Linked DNA regions of Oryctolagus cuniculus: region 2 is linked to region 1. A link is a contact called in public Hi-C data. All regions are on one chromosome and are shown on one strand. The core of a region is the stretch at or near the end of the contact, and the rest is flanking DNA. Distances in the headings are between cores, read along the strand shown. Region 1 has its middle 45 kb from the start of CTSB. Region 2 holds the start of CTSB (cathepsin B).

Evidence for each region. A called contact is a pair of places that touch in the nucleus more often than the background predicts.
Region 2: a contact with region 1 is called in a Hi-C map of an unstated tissue, with 3 times the contacts expected there. The contact joins the promoter of CTSB here to the enhancer-like site in region 1. A contact is called at or near these places in 2 of 6 Hi-C or Micro-C datasets (ear pinna and an unstated tissue).

What each region holds. Positions count from the first base shown.
Region 1 is chr2:42,642,946-42,646,975 of mOryCun1.1, forward strand. No RefSeq gene overlaps it. Among named protein-coding and RNA genes, the nearest start is that of CTSB, 45 kb to the right of the region's middle. Within about 2 kb of position 2,031, at least 4 of the 8 cell types and tissues checked have an H3K27ac peak or open chromatin away from gene starts, as enhancers often do. A contact at or near this core is called in ear pinna, where this site is marked.
Region 2 is chr2:42,687,193-42,691,222 of mOryCun1.1, forward strand. CTSB (cathepsin B) reads left to right here and starts at 2,370. Exons shown (of 10, transcript XM_002709436.5): 1 at 2,370-2,511. LOC138848446 (a long non-coding RNA gene) reads right to left here and starts at 2,322. Exons shown (of 3, transcript XR_011386234.1): 1 at 1,887-2,322; 2 at 1-27.

The sequences.
Region 1 (4,030 bases), core at 781-3,280:
CTGTGGCTGGTACCCAAGACGGCCCCATAAGCCCCATCTCCTGGCGTTCATGCCTGTGTGGTAACCGATGGGATACTGCAGAAATGATAACATGTGGCCTCTAAGGCAAGGTCCTAGAAGACGTGGACACTTTTTTCTTGCTCTCTGCTCACTCGCTCTGGGTAAGACCGGCCATCAAGGCAAGAGACCATCACAGCCCCGGTAAAGAGAGACTGAGCAGAGCTGCCAGCAGCCGGTACCAGCTTGCCAGCCCTGGGCAAGGCCTCAGGGAAGCGGGTCCCCAGCCTCTGTCAACCCTCCAACCCCACAGACACCAGTGAGCACCCTGCCTGCGATTCCCCGAGAGAGCCTGCGCCACCACAGCCTGGCTGCACTGCTCCCACAGTCCTGCTCCAGATCCACGGGGGATGAGAACCCACTGGTGTCTTCAAGCACTCGGTCCTGGGCCAGCTATGGCTCCACGGAAGATAATTTAACACAATGGCAATGGGCAGAGCCCTAAACACGAGGCACAAGAGCTAAGTTTCAGTTCCCACCCTTTCACTTCTGCGGTGCCATGTACTTCTTTGAGCTTCAGTTATCTTTAAAAAATGGGGGAAGTGGGGGCCAAGTGTTTAGCCCAGCAGCTAAGATGCCCCCGTCCCACTGGGTTCCACGCCTGGCTCGGGCTCCTGACACCTGCTTCCTGCGAATGCACCATGGGAGGCAGCCGGTGATGGCTCAGGTGCTTGGGCTCCTGCACCCATGTAGGAGACCCGGATTAAGTTGCCAGCTCCTTGGTTTGGCCTGGCCCAGCCCCAGCTGTTTTGGGCATTTGGGAAGTGAACCAGCAGATAGGAGCTCACTGAGTCTTTCTCCCTCTCAAATAAACAAGTGAATTCTAAAACCAAATATGAAGATGCTGACTTCCCAAGTTTATTTTAAGGATCATAGAGAGCCGCAGGCCCCCGGAAGACCCTTCCCAAGCGCTGGTTCTCGGCTCTGATCACACTGTCCCCACTGTCCGTGACCGTGTGAGATGCACTTGAAACTCCTGGCCTCGGGCTCGCTCATTCTGTGGGTCAGATGGAGCCTGTCCTCAGAGAGGATTTGTAAAAGCAGAAGTAGGAAAAATCGCTGTTGTTAGCATTTCAGGATCTGCCTGGGGGGTGACCAAGGCGGGGGTTCTGTCACATTCTTTCTGCGCTGGTGTCTCCTGGCCACGGGTGGAAAGCAACACAGAGACCGCGGCTGGCGACAGGCCCCCGTGCTGTCGGCTGCCCGAGAGGCATGGCTTTGGGAGGCTCAAACTCCAGAGTGGAGAGGGGCGTGTGATTGCAGGGTCGGGGCCGCTGAGGTCGCTGTGCAGGCCACTCAGAGAGGAAGCAAAACCAAAATCCCCTGAGTAAGGACTTGGGAAGGGACAGCCAGGGTTCGCTGCACTGGGGAGCTTGTGCCCCCCACCCCACCCCCATCCCAGCCTTCGAAGTCCAAGGGCCAGGCCCCGGCGGCGCCCGCAGCCTGCCTGGGAATCCTGCGAGGTGGGAGCTGACCTGCAGATGCCGGGATAGGCTAAGCAAGCAACCCTGGGAAGCTCTGCCTTGGCAGCTGGCACCCCGAGCAAACGGGGTGGGGGAACAGGGACAGGAAATAAAACAAAACCAGGGCCGCGGCCAGCTTCCGCGGCCAAGTTTGCTTCTCTCAAGTTCACGTTTAGCTCCAGCGTTCCAGCCCACCAATATGTAGAGTTACTGTCATACAAAAAGATGTTTTCAAATATTAAAATAATTACCAGTAAGAAAAGTACTTTTAAAAGACAAAAAAATCATTTAATTTTTTTTAAAAAAATCTTGAATCCTTTTATTCAATGTTCCTATCTTCCACCGAGTAAACATAAACACAATACGTGCATTTTGAAAAGTGGAAGGGAGAAAGTCACCGTCCTAACATCTCTGTCCCCTCCCCCTGAGGCCTTGCACACACAGCTGTAACGCACGATCACACCATACGCACAAGGTCTTCACCGAGCCCTTGGGGAAAGTGCATTACGAAAACACTATGCATGGGTTCCAAAAATGCTTGGCTCCTGGGCTGGGAGTTTGGCCTGGCGGTTAAGACACCACATCCAACAACGGAGCACCCAGTGTGGCTGGTGCAGACCCGGGCAGTGGTGGTGCTGTGCTTTGCCGTGTGCCCGGCTCTCAGCCAATGTGGGCATTTGGGGGGGTGAGCCAGCGAGCGATCGGAGCACGCCTGGTCTCTCCGCTTCTAAAATACATAAATAACTGTTTAAAATTTTTGCACCAAAATAAACATATTTTTTTTTTTTGACAGGCAGAGTTTGAGAGAGAGAGACAGAGAGAAAGGTCTTCCTTTGCCGTTGGTTCACCCTCCAATGGCTGCCGCAGCCGGCGCACTGCAGCTGGCGCGTCACACTGATCCGAAGCCAGGAGTCAGGTGCTTTTCCTGGTCTCCCATGTGGGTGCAGGGCCCAAGGACTTGGGCCATCCTCCACTGCACTCCTGGGCCATAGCAGAGAGCTGGCCTGGAAGAGGGGCAACCGGGACAGAATCCGGTGCCCCAACCGGGACTAGAACCTGATGTGCCGGCGCCGCAAGGCAGAGGATTAGCCTAGTGAGCCATGGCGCCCGCCCAAAATAAACATATCTTAATTCCCCTTTTCCAGGAACCTTTTGAAGTCATCTTATACTTTTCCTTTTTGCTCTGATTATATATAAACAATGTCTCAAATTACTTAAAATCTTTAAAATCCTCTTTCTTAATGGCCGCATGGTGGAACATCTGTAATTCTCATGAAAATGCCAAGAATCCTAATGACTTCTGAAGAATACAGCTGATTTTTTAAAAGAAAGCTCCTACATTAGCTTACACGACTGCCATAACAGATCTGCACAGACTGGATGGCTTCAACCAACAGAAACTGATGACCCTGCAGGTCTGGAGGTTATGAGTCTGAAGTTAAGTGTGGTGCACCTCAAAAAGCTCTAGGGAAGAATGCTTCCTTGCCTCCCTCCCAGCTCCCGCCCACGGCCCTCGCTCCCTGTTGTGTGGCTGATCACGCTGAGCTGTCTTCATATCTGCTTTTCTGTGTCTCTGCGTGGCCACTCTTCTCCCAAGGACATTGGTCACTGCATTTAGAGCCCACCCTCACACAGTGCCATCTCAATTATATCTACCGTGAACCAGTTTTCAAGTGAGGTCACACTGAGGTTCCGCGTGGACGTCAGTTGGGAGCAGGGCGGGAGGGGGGCACTATTCAACCCACCGCAGCTACCTTCTGCAAGAATCTGGACCACCAAAAGCTGGCTGTCAAGTGAAGCACTGATGGGCTGCCCACAGCCATTCATTGTAGGAGGCTTGAGTTGACAGAGGTCTTGGAGATGTGTCCAAAGCTCTCATGTCGCCAATAAGAAATTGGAGAGGTGGGTCAGTGGTACAGGGACTTAGCCCAGGAGACTGGAATGTTCTGTGTACTGCACCTCCTATTAAGTTCACATAGTCCATTTCAGGCCCATACGAATTGTAACCAGCATCAGGCAGCTTTTCGTCGCTAAGAGCTTGAGAAGAGCCAACTTATAAAGGGAAATAGGTCACTTGGCTTATAGTTCAGGAGGCTCCCGGGCCCAGAGTGGATGGTCCCCAATGGTCCAGGCCTCTGGTGTACACGGAGGCTAGCAATGGCAGAACGCAGGCCAAATGAGGTGCACACGGCGAGCCGGGGGGCAGAGAGCGGGGCCCCTGCCCATCGTCCCTGCCCAGGTATCTCTCTTATGAGCCCATTGCAAGTATCTGGGTCCTTGCCACCCATGTGGGAGACCTGGATTGCATTCTGGGCTCCTGGCTGTTGTAAGCATTTGGGGAGTGAACCAGCAGATAGGAGATTCTCCTCTGTCTCTCTCTGTCTTTCTTTCTGTCTCTGTGCCTTTCAAACAAAATGGAAATAAACAAATACAAATTTTAGGAGTTTTATTTATGAGACTGGTGTTGTGGCTCAGTGGGTTAGGCTGCTGCCTGTAATGCTGACATCCCA
Region 2 (4,030 bases), core at 1,120-3,619, 45 kb after region 1:
ACTGTACCACTCTGCATCCAGACCCACCTGTGAGACAAAATGCAAGCCTGGGATCAGAGGGGCTTTGCGGCTGGGGCTGGCCATCTTAGCAGGAAGGAAAACCCCCACCCCCACCCCAGGACACACCTGGCAAAGTGCCCAGGCGAAAGTAAAGGGAGAGAGTGTATTTTTTCCTTTTGGAAATAAAATGTCATGCATCTACTTGAGGCTTACAACATGAGGCTATGGGATCCACAGAGATTCATAGCTATATATAGACAGGACCACGGTGGCTATAGTGAAGAACCCAGCTACTTTTTTGTAAAACAAAGAGCAGCAGAAAATACAGCTGGGCAACCTGCTACCTCTCCAGATTATGTATTTGCATTTTAATGCCAGCTCTCAAGGACAAAATACCTTGTCCAGAAAACAAGTTGCTCTCGGTGCCTTCCTAACATCCCATCACAGCCTCTGTGGCCCACAGGTCTGGGAGCTGTGGCCACTCCTTCACCTGCTGAGCAGGAGAGCTGCGGGGGGCTTCAGAGTCCCTGGCTGGCGTTACAAAAGCCTGCTGCACTGCTACCCTGTGGCACTGACTGACTGACTGGCTACTGTCCGAACATTTTAGGCCACTGAGGCTCGGCTCGCTGGAACCCCTTAGGTCACTGGGCCTGAACCCAGGCCGGATGAAACAGCTATGATCCCAGTTTTACTCAGGAGACCCAGAGAAGTCTGGCGTCTGATCCAGGCTCTCCTTACACTTTCTCAAAGTGTTTCTGTCCCCACTAAAATAGTCTTTTCTGCTTTAGCTGCCTCCTGGCCTTCTTTGAACCCTAGAACCTAACAGTAACTTACTAGAACTTTCCTGGGTTCCCTTTTCTGCCTCTGTAACATGGTGTAGGGGAGGTGGGGGGCTTCCTCATTTCACCAGGTGCTGATTTTCCTTAGACCATGTGTCTTGGGTGGCTGTTGTAGCGCAGTAGGTTAAGCTATGCTAGGGATGCCCACATCCTCTGTCAGGGAGCTGGGCTGAGTCTCGGCTCCTCTGCTTCAGATTCAGCTTCCTGCCAATGCTTCCTCAGAAGCAGCAGATGGTGGCCCAAGCTTGGGCCCTGCCACCCTCATGGGAAACCTGGATGGAGTTCCAGGCTCCTGGCTTCAGCCTGGCCCAGCCCTGGCTGCCATGGGAATACAGGGAGTGGGCCAGCAGATGGAAACACTCTGTCTGGTGGAGATGATAGGGTGGCTCGGGCCCATCTCTCCCCAACAAGCACCCCCAAACCTCTCTAGCCCTCACAACAAGCTTGCAAGGTAGGCTTGACCCCAGTTTCATTTAGGAGACCCGGAAAAGTCTGGCACCTGACCCAGGCAGGAGAAGGCTGCGAGCTGTGGGTCCGGCTGACTGCAGGAGGCTGGCCCTCTGCCGTAGGTACAGATGCCCAGCCATCAGCTGTCACACAGCTCCTGAGCCTGCCCTGGCCCATCAGGGAGCCTTCTCCTGCCTGGATCAGGTGCCAGACTTTTCTGGGTCTCCTAAATGAAACCAGGGTCATGCCTACCTTGCAAGCTTGTCATGAGGGCTAGGGAGGTTTGGGGGTGCTTGTGGGGGGGAAATGGGCCTGAGACACCCTACCATTTCCACCAGCCTCTCCAGCAAAAAAATAAATAAATAAATAAATAAAAACACCCTGTGCTGGTTGCCTATGTCCCTGTTCAGACTCTGCTTGGCCCCACTGTGTAGCAGCCCTTCCTCCCTCTGGTGCCGGGCAGGCCCTCTGGGAACCTAGCATCAGACAAGGTGGTCCCAGAGGGTGGCCAGCTCCCACACGGAAAGGCCAGGCAAGGTCCGATTCTACTTCTAGGTTTTCCAGGTGTGTAGGCGCAGGGTCCTAGCTGCTATGACTTACCTGGGGGGAAGAGGCAGTCTAGTTCCTGCGCCTGTTTTGGGGGGAGAAAGGTCCGCCAGATCTGGCGAGCACGCTTTCTTGGGCTCGAAGTTCTCAGCACGCCAGTGCACTGCATTTGGGTGCCTTGTCCTGAATCTCCACAACACTCTCTCAGAACGTTAGCGCTAAAGGAGCCCCGCGTTAAGGCTCCTCTGTGAGGCTGGCTGTCCCCACACCTGCAGCCCCAGCCTCTGCTCTGCGAATGGATGGCAACATGCAGACATCCCGCAGCTTTGCCTGATGGGGACCTGGGCCCACTTGTGCGCCTCCCGCCCGCGGCAGGTCCCCCTGGAAGCCGGGGGGACGCTCCTCTGGCCCGTGCGCCCTGGGCTCCGAGCGGCCCCCGCCGGGTCTCCCGGAACCGAGGCCCGGCGGGGCAGGCGGGGCAGGAGCCGGGGCAGGGGTGCGGGGCGGGGCGGGGCGGGCGCGGCGTCACGTGACGAGTCAGCCGGGCGGCGGGCGGGGCCGGCTGGGTAAAAGGGCGCGGGGCGGACTGCGGGAGCTACGGCGGCTGCTCGGCTCCGGCTGCGGCGCGGCGGCGGCGGGCGCGAGGAGGCTGCAGGCCCGGCTCTCACGGCTGCGCTCGGTGAGTCGGCGCTGGAGGCGCGCGGGCCTGGGTGGCGGCGCCGCGGCGGCGGAAAGTGACCTTGGCCAGGCCTGGGGGCCCGGCTGGCGGAGGAGAGCCACCCTTGGGGCCGTCGCTGCGATGCCAGCTGGGGTGGCCCCGGGCCGCCTTTGCGCCATCGCTGGGCGCAGTGACCCTGGGCCTGCTCGGCTCACACCCAGGGCCCGCCCCGAGTGGGGTTGCCGGGGCGCGCCGATCAGACCCCGGCCTCGGGGCTCTTGGGGACACAGTCCCGGGCTCAGAGCACCCCGTCTGCCTGCGTGGTCGCTTTTTTCTCGTTCTGAAGAGCTTGACTGCGCACAATCTCCACACCATTCCTGGAGTCCCAGGAGTCGGGTCCCTTCGAAAACAGAAACCTGGAACTGGGTGGCTAGGGTGGAACCGGCACGAGGAGGAGTGCGATTCATAAACAGGAAGAGAAACTGAGCGGAGAGGAGAGGAGCCCGTCCCGGACTTGGGGGCCCCAGGCTGTCCCCGGGGTGCCGGGGGCAGGGCTGTGGGAGGGGAAGCAGGGTGTTTGCCTGGGACTTCACCTCTGCCCTCTGCTCCTGGCCCTGAGGAGCAGCTGGGGAGGGGGACGACGGGTGGGCAGGCAGACCGGGGGAAGTGAACTGGACCCTGCTTGTTTGCGGGTGCAGGTGTGAGGTGCAGGACTGTGGCTCTGGCATTCTTCATCCGACCTGGGAGGGACCCCATTGCCTAGTGGTGGAGCGAGTGAGGTTGCGGAATGCAGGGGACCACCTAGCACCTCGGGTCTCTTAGGAACACATCTCCGGGTGTCTCTCGCCAGAGGAGACCGGCAGAGGTGCGGCCACCGGGCCGGGGTCACTGGGAGGTAGGTGAAGAGGAGCTGGCTGAGGAGAGGCCACTCCTTCCCTGCCATCCTTTCGTTGATGGAGGACACCGCTTCCGCTTGGCTCCGGTGATGGAGACCTGGAGAAGCGCAGGGCTGCCTATGCTGCGAAGCCGTTTCAGAAAGTCGGAGGAGCCCTGCAGAACAGTGGAGAAAACCCCCGGGGGTTCTGCTGATGGCACAGGTGCAGGGCCCTCTGGGGTTGCTTCCGAGGCCCTGGCTCCCCGGGTGTCCCGAGGCTGGCTCGGGCAGCACAGCCCTGTTTCCAAGCTGCTTGGATTCGGGCGTGGGTGGGAGCCCTTTGGCTCCAGGGCGAAATTGCCCCTGTGGTGCTGACTCAGCAGCTGGGGCCGAGGTCCTTGCTTCTTTTCTTTCCCCAACTGCTGGGTCTGGGAGTTACACACATTCAGGGTAGGGTAGAAGACATTTTATTCGGCTATTGGCAGTGGATTGGAAAGTAGAGGGAGACCACTATTGCCTGATTTTCTTTTAAAATTTTATTGTACTTGAATGGCAGAGACAGAGGTTCTGTCTCTTCTTCACTCACTTCCCCCAGATGCGCGCAGCAACCCAGACTAGGCCAGGTTGAAGCTACAACCTGAAACTGAATCGGGGTCTCACTAGCCT